Linked DNA regions of Mus musculus: all the other regions are linked to region 1. Evidence: chromatin contacts called from public Hi-C and HiChIP or PLAC-seq data. All regions are on one chromosome and are shown on one strand. Each heading gives the region's core, a stretch centred on a gene start, on an enhancer-like site or on the middle of the called end of the contact. The rest is flanking DNA. Distances are from core to core; before and after follow the strand shown. Region 1 has its middle 49 kb from the start of Eif2s2. Region 2 holds the start of Pxmp4 (peroxisomal membrane protein 4). Region 3 holds the start of 9030607L20Rik (a long non-coding RNA gene).

Region 1 (4,222 bases), core at 802-3,301:
GCTGTCTTCAGGACTTGTAAAGTCAGGCAGAGCAGGAGCTGAGCCCCCTGAAGGGCTCCTGTCAGCTCTGCTGTTCCCCCAACAACCTTTCTAACCCATAGACCATAGACACACTGCAGCTCTGCTCTTACCCAGGAACCTATCCCCTCTCTCCTTGGCTCAGAGGGTTGCCCGCTGGAGAAGCATGAGGACCTGAGCTTGGATGTCCAGGACCCACGTAGTAAGTCAAGTACAGCAGCTGTGAACATCTGTAGCCACAGCAGAGCAGGGTTGGAGGAGACAGGCAGACCCTAAGAGCTTGCCGGTTGAAGTGGCAATGCCAGGTTCAATGAGAGACCAGGCCTCAAAAAATAATATGGGTAATGATAGAAGAAAATATCTCAAATTTACCTCTGGCTTCTGTACACATCCACATGTATGTGCAGACACACCTGCATACATTCATATGCATCACATACACACACACTTAAGAAAATGGATAGAATTGTTCCCATTATGTTGTTTCACCCCATCATAGGGGTGCTCAGATTTAAAGTGCATCTCTGTGTTAACACTTTGTAAAAAGAAGGAGGAGGAGGAGAAGGAAAAGAAGAAAAGAAAAGAAAGAGACAAATGGAGAAAATGAATAGGAAAACCATTGAGTAGTAATGAGGTGTATGATGGGTGCGGGTGTTTGCCACCAAGCCGGACAACCGGAGGAACGCTGACTCCTGGGGAAGGAAGGGGAAAAAGAAGGAATAAGGAAAGCGGGGAGGAGATGGAGGAAAATAACTGATAACAGGTAACAGCTTGAGCCCAGAAACAAATATACAAGGTCTTTCCTCTTGTCTTCCCTCTACTGAGTCTGTGATGAGATCCATCAGGAAGTCTCCGGAGCAGAGCGCTGTGGCCGCCTGGGGGCAGTGCAGTCTCGCGGATAGGTTTTGCAGCCGCCGAGTTTGAGGCCCATTTCAGAGTTGGTTCTGCCCAGTAGTTTCCTTTCCTTTCTCTTCAGGTCCTCGTCTGAGTTCATCCTTATTTCAGGTTCCCACTGAATTGGTTAGGGAGGAACGGGGATCTGGGGCCTGGGGTGACACTCATTCACATAACACACCCACTTGTGTACATCCCGGAAATGTCCAGGTTCCAATTTCCACGAGGCAGAGTTAAATAAGACTGGAGGCATCTTTGAGCCAACAAACATCTGATTTAAAGAGCACAGGCTGGTCTTAAATACTGTTAACAAGTGCAGGTTGTGGAGACGTCCCATTTTCTTAGTTCTTTCTTAGCTCCTGGCTCTCCATGAACGATGGATGGAAGAAATACCCCCTCCCCGCTTTTAGGAGCTTTTAGCTATTTAGGAAAAGACATCGATTGCTCAACCGGTGCCTGCTGTCCTTGGTGCGTTGCTCCCAGTGGTTATATCAGGCCTCTACTCTAGGTTGGCGTCTTTGCCTGATGAATGCCTGGGGCGGAGGCTGGGAATCAGCAGTGTCTGTGCCCGCCCCTCTGAGCACACAGGCGCCCCATTCAAAACAATGTGGCCCTAGGCATCAGTGAAAGGGCTGCAGTCAGACTTGGCCTCACAAGGACTCACCTCTCTTTATCACCATCTCAAGCCCCGCTCAGGAAGCTCTCTCTTCGCTAACCTCAAGAGTCCCTTTTCCCTCAGTCAAAATCAGCTTCCAGCTCTAACACCCTGGGGTGATTTTTTTTAAAAATCTGTTGATTGATCCCGTGCCCTGTTTCTGGGATGGTTGCTTGCTGTCCTCTGAGCATAGGGAGTACTCTAAGCTTCCATACCCTTTTCTCACATGGTCACCTCATCTGAAATACATTTTCTGTCTCTCTGCCTGATGAATTCTTTATCTATCTTTATGTCCTAAATGAAACGTCCTAGAGCCGAGCACAGTGGTACGTACCTGTAGCTCTAGCAACTGGGAGACAGAGGAAGAAAGATCAGAAGTTCAAGGCCAGCCTGGACTCACCCCACCTCCTCCCCCAGTCTCTCCCATAGTTTCCCCCGACTCTTTCCTTCCCCTTGGAGTTCATACACAACCTTGTGGTTCCTTCCCCATTTTCACGTAGCCGGGCTTTAGCTGTGTTTTCCTGTTAGATGGTGAACTCAGTGTGGGCTTTAAACACTCAGCCAAGAGGCCGTGCTGAGGTTGCTTTGCCTCATTATCTTAAGGCTATCTCGTTAGCGGTAGCTCAGCCTAACACTGAGCACATAGGAGCCCGGTGTTCAACCCTGCTGGATATGATCAAAGCTGGAAGACATCAGGCAAAATGTGGTTATTCTTTTATTTTCACTTTCTATTTCCACTTCCCAGGAGATTTAGGTAACTGCTCCCAATTTCCTCTCTTATCATTTATAGTCCTCCTGGCCATCTGCATCCCATTACGATTTCATCTGGCTGTCTAGGGCCAACTTTCCTAGGCCTGGCTGCCTGCTCATTTGTGACTTTTATCAACCTGCTGCTCTGTGGGTGATGTTGTAGGCACTGGGTAGGCAGCAGCAAAGGACACTTTCCTAGCACTTAGACTGCAGGGGGAACAGGAGACCAAGATAGGTAAACAAAGGGGATTTCAATGACTAGGGATTCTAGGAAGGAAAGGGGGTCACGTGGTACAAAGAACAATAGAATCTCAGAGGGAAGAGTCCAGCCATGGGGGTATGTGCTAAGAAAGCCTTTCATGCAGAGGGTGAGCAGCCACACTGGTCCTGAACAGGAACAAGTGATGGAAAAGTTGTGAAGCATGCAGCTACATAAGGAGAGGGCTTGCACATTTTCCTTAGCTTGCTGGCATCCCTTCAGAGAGCCCTTAGTGGCTTTGATCCCTTCTGGGAAGTGACCAGTTCCCCCTAGCCTTCACCTCCTCACCACTCCATCCAATTTCCTCTCAGTGAATCTTGTTGATCATCTGACACATACCTGATCCCTTCATCTGATCTTGGTGACTGGAGTGCCAACTTATGGGGTTGAATCTTCCTTTGTGTGGTCTCTTATTAAGATAAGACCTCCTTCCTTGATTTCTTCAAGAAGTTCTGGGTTCTGCTCTCTTTAGGAAAGAGCCAAAGATTCAGATGGACATCCAACTGTAGCATGGGTTGGGGGACCTAGTCCCCTGTTTTGACACTCACAGGCGACTGAGCCTGGGCTCCACCTCTGTGAATCCCAGACTTATCTTCCCACATGGATTCTTTTTTTTTTTTTTTTTTTTTTTTTTTTTTTAAAGATTTATTTATTTATTATATGTAAGTACACTGTAGCTGTCTTCAGACACTCCAGAAGAGGGAGTCAGATCTTGTTACGGATGGTTGTGAGCCACCATGTGGTTGCTGGGATTTGAACTCTGGACCTTCGGAAGAGCAGTCGGGTGCTCTAACCCACTGAGCCATCTCACCAGCCCCCCCACATGGATTCTTATTATTCTCTATTCTACATTGTTGTCCAGTGGGCTCTTATGCCCAGATGGCGAGAGAGTCATCTTAGATGCCCAAGTGCTTACATAAAGGGGCTAGAGAGCTTCCTGGTGCTGGAGACATGAAAAGCTTTAAGTAAGTCAGGAGCCCATATCGAAGCCAGATGGTTCGCTTTACAGTAAAGATCACAGGGCCTGAAAACTATGAGGAAGGAGGGCCAGCCAGGGGACAAGCTCTTTGGAGTGAAGATCCTGGCATGCCTGTACTTAGGAAGGTGCAGGCCTTCTACCCACAGACTCCCTGCCCTTAGATTCCTACTGGACTCCTAGGCCAGTCAGATTCTCCTCAGGTCCAGACTAGTAGAAGGTTCAAACAATAAGGGCTGAAGAATGAAGCTGACTGTTCTCTGAAACGTCAGGCTCCCTACATCTTCCTGGTCAGATGCACCCCAACAATGCCTTTTTCTCTAATAAATTGACAAGCCCCGTGTCTCATTCTGACAGCCTCCTTAACCTGCCTTTCTACTGTGTAGAATACATTTCAAGTATTGAAAGCACTCTTACCCATTGAACATCTCTGCCTGGGGACTTTACATACCAGCACTTATGTTAGAACTTGGGAGTTCCCATCGTTACTGATACAGAAGTAGAGGTTGTCTTTAGGCAAGTTGGAGAGGGTACAGCATGCCAGGGCTCCAGCGACCTCTCTGTTCCCATCTGCATCATCGGCTCCGTGTAACAGGCAGCATTCATGGGGAAAGACCCATGACCCCATGCTCACACCGAAGACTAGGCAATGCTTTTGTTCCTAAAGACT
Region 2 (4,222 bases), core at 1,211-3,710, 340 kb after region 1:
GCTTTGAGACAAGGTGTCATTGTGTAGCCTTGGCTAGCCTGAAGCTCCTCCTCCTGAGTGAGCCTATTCATAGCGAGCACTAGGCTGTCACACACCCCAACAAGCACTTTTGGGGGGGGTTCCAGGAATCCCAACTCAGGCTCTCAAGCTGTCAAGGTGAACGCTGTCACTTTAGCCAAATCTCCACCCCTAAGTCCGACACAAGGGTGTGGGGGCATCAATTATCTACCATGCATAGCTTGAGGAGTCTTCCTTATTTTTATACTGAGGAAAAGATTTCCAGGGACTGGAGAAGATCAAAGGCTCAGCAGTTAGGAGCATAGACTGCACCTGCTCAGAACCTGAGTCTGGTTCTTAGTATCCAGGTTGGGTGGCTCGCAAATGACTCCAGCATCCCTGATCACCACCATCTAAACAGACACACTTAACAACACTGAAAATAAAAATTTTAAAAAAGAACAAGGTGGGCGTGGTGGCAAATGCCTCACTAGGGTCTTTAGGATAGCCCAGGCTGGACTGAAGTCCATGATCTTTCAGCCTCTGCTTCACCAGGACTGAGATTACAGATGTGCACCCCCACAGCTGGCATAGCTTAAGATTTCTGACATACTGAACCCCACTCTTCAGGGTGCAGAAAGTCTTATCAGCCACACTGTCCAAGAAAGAGCTTTAAAAAAGAATCCCCCTTTCCTTTTTCTTCAACTGCTGTGTTTGACTCTGAAGCAGCCTTTTTCTGGCGTTCCTTGGGGTAATGGTTATACAATGATTTCTGTCACATTAGCCTGGGAGGTGAAACCCTTTTGGTTGTTATTGTTGTCGTTTCCCTAGGGGGCCATCTCTGATTGACTCAGAGGGTCTGCTCTAAGCCTCCTGGACTTTTACTCTTGCATCGCATGCCCTGTGTGGTTGACAAATTGAAATTCACAGGGTCAATATTTGCCAAGGTTCTCTGTCATGAGTGGCTTTGTTTCGCCAGTATCTGAGCCCTTTTGTTAACTATCTAGTTACCAGTAACTGAGCCCTCTTGTTAACTATCTAGTTACCAGTATCAGAGTCTTCTTGTTAACTAGCTACCAACTTTCACTCACACTTTTTCATTCCTCACACTTTTAAGCATCTCTGAGTTTATAAGAGGATTGTATAACTAAACATATTGGGCTTATTAGCTATCTATTAACAGGAATCCATGAAGATTTACCCATGCTATGACCATAATCGACAGTGGTCTTGGTGAGTGGGGCCTTGGATATACAAGTGCCAGGACAGACACATTGCTGTACGGGCCTCAGTCGTCATCAGGTGTCCCAGGTCTTGACAGAACTTGATGTGAAGACACTTGGCCAAACCTGGCTCCATTCTTTCTGCCCATCTTTCTTGTCTTCAAGTCAGGGCTGTGATCATATGTTTTGTGCAATATTCTGGCAGTGGTACTTTGTTATCTTTACTGCTTCTGTACACTTGTGTTGGGTACTGGGGTTACAGCAGAAAATAAGACAAACAGCTTTCTGGCTCCAAGAACCCAATAGTCCACGTGAAGATTGACATTGAGCAAGTAGTAAGTAATAACAATTACAATGTATAAAGAGTTCAATAGGGAAAAACAAAACAAAACGACAGAAAACTTGGACTAGTAAGTCAGAGCAACCAGTGCTACAGCCGGTGGGATATCCTGCAGGCTCCCCTGAGTAGGTGGTGCCACCCGAGCCAACACCTGCATACCGAGAAGTCAGTCATCGGAAGTACAAAGAATGTGCTTCAAAAAGGGAAATATCAGATGTAACTCCTTTGAAGCTGAGGGGTTCTTGGCATACTCAAGGAATGGAAACTAAGTCAGTAGACTAGAGAGAAGAGCAGATGTGAAACGGGAGGCAAAGACTGGCAGTCACGTAAGTAGGTCTGCTCCTGGGGGTGCCTGGGAGTTTGTATTTTAAAAATAAGTAGAAAAAGGTACCCAGCATGTGGGAGGTGGAGGCAAGGGGATCCTAGTTTAAGACTAGCCTGGGCTATAAGAGATTCTGTCTTAAAGCACCAAACGACAAGAGTGGCATGCAATTTCTGTCCTGAGAAGTTAGCTGTGATACTCGCTAGGCAATCGAAATTATCAAGTGTGACAAGTGACAAGTCCAACGTCACTTCCAAACACCACCCATTCCAACTCGAAAGAGAACAGCAAACCCCTCCCAAGCCCACAATTAAACAAACTTCTCCCTAAGAAAACTGCCTTCTCATTGGGCAAATCCTGCGTGAGACCTTCTGAGTCATGGTGATTGGTTACCGACTCTCCTTTCTCTTCCAATCAGACAGATATTTCGAAGAGTAAGCACTTCTCAGCCCATTGCAGACAAATGAGCTCTATGACTGGCTCTCTTCTATGATTGACGGCAGACTCAGCCTATGGACACAACGGCAGGGCGGGGCTCTCCAGTGCGGAGAGCTGTGTAGCCAGAGCCCAGGGCTGTCAGTTCTTGGCCAGCCAGGACCCTTGACCGAGTGCTCCGGTGCTATGGCCGCCCCACCGCAGCTACAGGCTCTTCTCCAGGCCGTCAACAAGCTGCTGCGCCAGCGCCGCTACCACGCTGCGCTGGCCGTGATAAAGGGCTTCCGGAACGGGGCTGTGTGAGTAGGGCCGCAGAGTGCGGCTGGAGCTAAAGGACGGGCCTAACTGGGGTCGCGAGTTCGAGGCCCGGGGCCCCTGAGCTGTGCTCTCTCTAGGCCTCAGATGTCTGTATATTTCAGTGCCCCGTTGGTGCAGCAGACGTAGGTTTCAGGGTTCCAGTCACCTTACCAGTCCTAAACTGGGGCTTCCTCTGTCTTGCTTCTAGGTCCTCTGTCCTTTCCAACCTGGCACTCTTGGCTTAGTTGCCTCCTCAGCACCTGTATCCCCTCATTGGGTCTAATTCATCTCATCTTACCTTGTCCCCTTTGGCCTACTTGGCTTCTGTGGCTCTGTATACACAAAAGAAACTGGACTTTGTCCTTTAGCAAGCAAGTGGTCACCTACTGCCTCATAGGTTCCCTCAGTAAAGTTCCTAACAGGTTCACATCTATATGTGACTTCACCTCACCCTTCATTTTCACTGGGGTCTCGTGAGAAGTGACAGTGATTGTATGTAAGAAAAAGTAGCTAATGTTTGCTAGGTAAATTGCTCTCCTTCCCTCCTAGGTAGGAGAGGAGATCTTGGGGTCGTTTTGCTTGACTGGTGCCCAGATGGGAGTTCCAGCCTCGTTAACCCTCATCCCTTAGCAGTTAGTGAGGGGCTGCTCTCACTGCGTGAGCAGTGACTCTCAGAGAAGAAACCAAAGTCTCTATCTCTAGGAGCTGGTAGCAGTGTGTGGCATGGTGGTGAGTATGTCAACTGCCAGGACTTAAAAAAACCTGGTGTCAGCTACCATGATCTTGATCTCGAACAAACCATTTTGGCTTTCTGGGTCTCACTTTCTAGAAAATGGGTCCCCCAGAGCACTTCTATACTGTTTGAGGATTGAGGCGATGTGTGAAATGGAGAGTACAGTCCCTGGTGTGTGTCTGTCTGTCCGCTGACGGATGTTGGTACAGGTACGCTGTCTGCCTGGCTCACGAACCCTTTTCAGATCACTGCTTCCTGTTCCTCACCCTCTTTCTCTATAGTACCTGTCATCAGACACTGGATGATCTTTTTCCTGGTCCATGTCTCTCATTAGAAAGTGTGCTCCAGGGCTGGTGAGATGGCTCAGTGGGTAAGAGCACCCAGACTGCTCTTCCAGAGTTCAAATCCCAGCAACCACATGGTGGCTCACAACCATCTGTAATGAGATCTGACGCCCTCTTCTGGAGTGTCTGAAGACAGCTACAGTGTACTTACATATAATAAATAAATAAATCTTTAAAAAAAAAAGATTTATTTAAAAAAAGAAAGAAAGGAAGGAAGGAAGGAAGGAAGGAAGGAAGGAAGGAAGAAAGAAAGTAAGTGTGCTTGTGCTTCAGCCGGGCGTGGTGGTGCACACCTTTAATCCCAGCACTTGGGAGGCAGAGGCAGGCCGATTTCTAAATTCAAGGCCAGCCTGGTCTACAAAGTGAGTTCCAGGACAGCCAGGACTGTACAGAGAAACCCTGTCTCGGGAAAAAAAGAAAGAAAGAAAGAAAGAAAGAAAGAAAGAAAGCAAGCTCCATCAGTCTAGGGTGGTGTACATCCTCAACACTGAAGATGCTGGGTCATCCTGTGCTACATTGTGAGACCCCGCC
Region 3 (4,222 bases), core at 539-3,038, 270 kb after region 1:
TTCCAGGACAGCCAGGACTACCCAGAGAAGCTATCTATTTATCTATCTCTATCTCTCAAAAAAACAAAACAAAACAAAACAAACAAACAAAAAACAAAAACCGAAAGAAAAAAAAAAAGAAAGAGAAGAGAAGAGAAAAAAGGAAAAGAAAGGACAGAAGGAAGCGGCAAGCACGGCGCTCTTTCCCTTACAAGTCAGGCCCTGGGCTTAGATGCCTTAGCCTGGACTGGGACAGAAGCAAACTGCCCGCCCATGGTTTCCGTTCCCAGGCTGGGATGTGCTGTTTCTCTTCCAACTAGCTTTTCTTCCTCGCTTCCAGCTGAATCCATGCCAACAGAAGCCCCCTTCTGCCTGAGCAAGCATGAGAGCGCCCTGGCAACGGAGATAACAACAGAGCTGGGGGCTGGGACGCTGCGTGGAAGTAGGGAAAGAGGAATGTCGGCAGAAAACGCTTCCAGTGTACAACTGTTACAAGAGACCAAACTAACAAGGCCTTTCCGAGTCACAGGGAGAGGGCTGCAGAGACAGACACATTCCCCTGTCCAAAAGACAGCAGGCTAACCAGGGGAGGGGGGGAAAGACTTTCTTCTGGGAAGACAGCCTTGTGCTTGATTGGTCTGTTCAAAAATAGGGCAAAAACCTCAGAGCCCTGATGCTTGTCTTCCTTTTACTCTGCATGCAGCTTAAATAGAATATGTACCCCGAGGAGCAGGCAATGTCCCACTCCCTCAGGATCCTCGGTACACAGCAAGTGCTCAGAGACACTCATGCATAGGAAGTTGAAGCCCTGGGCTCAGAGCTCAGCAGATCCTGACTGGTTACCACTGAAGGAGGGGGCCTAGGGGCAGAACCCCGGTCTCCTGCTTTCCCTACAAGCCCAGCTTGATCTAGGAGACAACACCTGAGCAGGACAATAAGCCGGACAATAACAGGAGAAATGAGACAGACAACAGTTTCCTATGAACAGACCCCTTAAAGCCCCAGCCTTAGCAAACAGACCGCTTCCCTATGCACAGTCCGGTAGGCCTGTTAGCCACAGAGCTCAAAAGCTCCGGTTTGTAGTGATTGGCTAGTCATGAACACATGATCCCAGCAGCCAATCAGAATTCTTTTGAGTTTTCAATCTGCGAAGGGAGATCACGAGGTAGGAAGAATTTACAGGAACAAAACTATTAACCATACTGGCCATCTAGTCAATGAGTAGACTTACAAGGGAGTCAAAAAAACGGTGATAACTGGCAGAAGAGAGCCCAGCCCCACCCTGCCCTTTCCCACAGTCATCGAGTCAGTAAACCCTTTGGCTGCGGAGTAACCAATGCCAGCCCCTATAACAAGAGTAGCAATGGCTCTGCTTGTAATCCCCATATTCAGAGGTGGAAGCAGAGGACTCTCTTGATTCAAGGCCATCCTCCGGAAGTTCCAAGTCGGCCTGGGGTAATGAGCCTCTGTGCCCAGGGAAAACCAAAACAACCGCACTTAGCCAGAGATGGCGCCCGAACTCCATCCCGCTCAGTCCCTCTGACTCCAGAACCTTCCACTACTGCATCACATTTTGAGAAGGAACTCATCTTAACGACAGGAAGGAGCCAAACATAAGAACAGTTTTACTTAAGAGTAAACACGGGAGGACTGGAGAGATGGCTCAGCTTGTTAAGATCAGGGCTGCTCTTCCAATGGACCTGGATTCAACTCTCAGCACCTGCATGGTGGCTGACATCCACTTGTAATTCCAGTTCCAGAGGACCTGACACCCTCTTCTGGCCTGCCTGGACACCAGGCATGGTACACATGCATACATGAAAGCAAAGTATCCATATACATAAAATAAAGCAAAAAAAAAAAAAAAAAAAAAAGAGTAAACACAGGAACTGGGAGATGGCTCAGCAGTTAAAAGCACTGACTGCACTCGCACTCACAAAGGACTCACGATCAATTCCCAGACCTACAGCAGTTCACAACTGTCTAACTCCAGTTCTAGAAGACCTGACACCCTCACACAGACATACATGCAGGCAAAATGCCCATGCTCATAAAAAATTTTTTAAAATAAAAATAGTAAAGGGAGCAGTTTAACAACGTAAGTGTACTTAATGTCACAGAGCTGTCACTACATGCTAAAATGATGAGTTTTATCTTCTGTGTTATATACATTTTTGTTTTGTTTTGTTTTTCGAGACAGGGTTTCTCTGTATAGCCCTGGCTGCCCTGGAGCTCACTTTGTAGACCAGGCTGGCCTCGAACTCAGAAATCCGCCTGCCTCTGCCTCCCGAGTGCTGGGATTAAAGGCATGCGCCACCACGCCCGGCATATATACATTTTTTACCACAACTAAAACACAGAACCGGTGGCTGGAGATGTAGCTCAGTTGACAGATTATTTGCCTAGTGTTTGCAAAGTTCTGGGTCCCATCCCAGCACTTCAAAAATCAGATGTGGTGGCACATGCTTATAACCCCAGCCCTGGGAAAGAGGCAAGGGGTGATCGATCAGAAGCTCCCATTCCATGCTGGCCACATTCCAAGTTTGAGACAGGAAAGCATTCGAATGGCACGGGCAAATCCCTGGGTTCAGTCTCCAGCACTAAAAGCAACAGCAGACTGGTCATGAGCCCACTACCTGCTCATCCCTGGAGACACAGCAGATAAGATGTGTCATGTATGTGACATGTCATGTATGTGAGGCAACAATTGGAGGACAGGTGTTAAAGTGCACAGAATCATCAAAACCTGAAATACTGTTTAAAAATAATCTCTGTTCCCTGGAGCAAGTCACAACAGTGTAGGCCAAAATCCAGTGGTGCAGGAAAGAATGCAGGGTAGGGAGTGATCAGGAAGTAGGCGTTCTGATCGAGCACAACACATTGCCCCACAGTCACAGCTCTTAGGAGGCAAAGTCAGGAGATGATCATGGGTTCTAGGGCAGCATGAGCTAGGCAAGATCCTGTCTCAAATACAGGCAGGAGTGCTGAAGATACAGCTGTTAGACTGCTGGGTTCTGGTTCCTGGACTGCATAAATTGAGCACTGTCTCAAAAAACAAGGGGCTCTGTGAGTAAAGACTAATGATGTAAGTTCAATTCCCCCGGACCTATACAACACAAGACAGAACAGCTGACTCCACAGTTGTCCTCTGACCTCCACAGATGCAATATGGCATATGATAATGTATATATATATATATATATCATACATACATAACAATATAATTGTTAAAAGATTAGGGGACAGAATAAAGACATTTAAAAGGGGAAAAGGTCCCAGGGTGTTGGCTCAGTGGGTAAAGCACTTGCCAGAAGCATGAAGACTTGAGTTTCCATCCCTGAAACCAATTTTTAAAAGCAGAGGAGGATTACAACACATTTGTAATCCCAGAGGGAGGTGGAAAAAGAGACTCCCTGGAGTTCCACATATACAAACATTAATATACACAAACACACATGCACACGCGCGCATGCGCGCACACACACCAAACAGTAAAAACCTAACTAAGACGAGAGGGGTACACCTGCCATGCTATCCATCCCCCTCCTCAACACCACTCTCTGCCAACTCATGACTTGAAATCTGGCTCTGGTCACAAGTCTTAGTTCTCTTGTCTGTAAAATGGGATAATTCCTGGTCTTTTTATTTCTAAGAGTCGGGGACTCATTAGAACCTGAGCATCACCCTTCTTCTTCTTCTTCTCTATCCACGTGTGCCCCAATACGGCTGCAGCTTTCGGACAGCCCAGGCTGCTGCTTCTCCCCACTGATTCCACCTCAGGAGCCGTTTAAAAAGTGGGTCACTAGGAATCTAGTTTGGACATAGCCTTCTTTACTCCCACCCTGTCAGCAATTAAAACTTCCACTGTACTTCAAAAAACTAGATCAGAAAAGTTGCTCTTGGGTCTTTTTTCACTTGAGCAAAAAGAAAACTTCTGTTTTAAATTATCCAAAGAAAGCAGAGACATTCGAGCCAAAATTATCTCAGCTGTGTGGTCTCACAGTCTGAAGACCCAGAGAGAAGTCCGCTTCTGGGAGCCTGGGGCCAAAGGAAGAGGGGCTGAATAATGTTGTGCCAGCCTACTTGCCAGGGGGGAGGGAAGGTGGAGACACCATACAGCTCTGAGACAGAGCCTGCACCTCCCAGAGCACTAGAGCGCAAAGGCCCAGCTGGCAGGCTGCAGAATGGCTCAGTGGTCCTCCACCCAGGCTGTGCCACTCCAGCAAACCATCCACAGCCACTT

The links. A called contact is a pair of places that touch in the nucleus more often than the background predicts. HiChIP or PLAC-seq counts read pairs in DNA pulled down with a chosen protein or histone mark.
Region 2: a contact with region 1 is called in an H3K4me3 HiChIP or PLAC-seq map of bone marrow-derived macrophages, with 3 times the contacts expected there. The contact joins the promoter of Pxmp4 here to the enhancer-like site in region 1. A contact is called at or near these places in 2 of 15 datasets of contacts at CTCF or cohesin (the NIH/3T3 cell line and large pre-B cells), 4 of 484 Hi-C or Micro-C datasets (the N1E-115 cell line, myocytes, rod photoreceptor and 1 more) and 4 of 115 datasets of contacts at active chromatin or transcription factors (bone marrow-derived macrophages, embryonic stem cells, large pre-B cells and 1 more).
Region 3: a contact with region 1 is called in a Hi-C map of bone marrow-derived macrophages, with 19 read pairs. The contact joins the promoter of 9030607L20Rik here to the enhancer-like site in region 1. A contact is called at or near these places in 1 of 15 datasets of contacts at CTCF or cohesin (the NIH/3T3 cell line), 1 of 484 Hi-C or Micro-C datasets (bone marrow-derived macrophages), 8 of 115 datasets of contacts at active chromatin or transcription factors (cardiomyocytes, differentiating embryonic stem cells, embryonic fibroblasts and 3 more) and 3 of 9 other capture datasets (adipose tissue, liver and pancreatic islet).

What each region holds. Positions count from the first base shown.
Region 1 is chr2:154,939,975-154,944,196 of GRCm38.p6, reverse strand. No RefSeq gene overlaps it. Among named protein-coding and RNA genes, the nearest start is that of Eif2s2, 49 kb to the right of the region's middle. Within about 2 kb of position 2,051, at least 29 of the 459 cell types and tissues checked have an H3K27ac peak or open chromatin away from gene starts, as enhancers often do. A contact at or near this core is called in adipose tissue and bone marrow-derived macrophages, where this site is marked.
Region 2 is chr2:154,601,911-154,606,132 of GRCm38.p6, reverse strand. It overlaps Pxmp4 (peroxisomal membrane protein 4), which reads left to right and starts at 2,460. Exons shown (of 4, transcript NM_021534.3): 1 at 2,460-2,616. The coding sequence starts at 2,504.
Region 3 is chr2:154,674,105-154,678,326 of GRCm38.p6, reverse strand. 9030607L20Rik (a long non-coding RNA gene) reads right to left here and starts at 1,788. Exons shown (of 2, transcript XR_866878.2): 1 at 1-1,788. The region is part of intron 1 of Chmp4b (charged multivesicular body protein 4B); the gene reads right to left.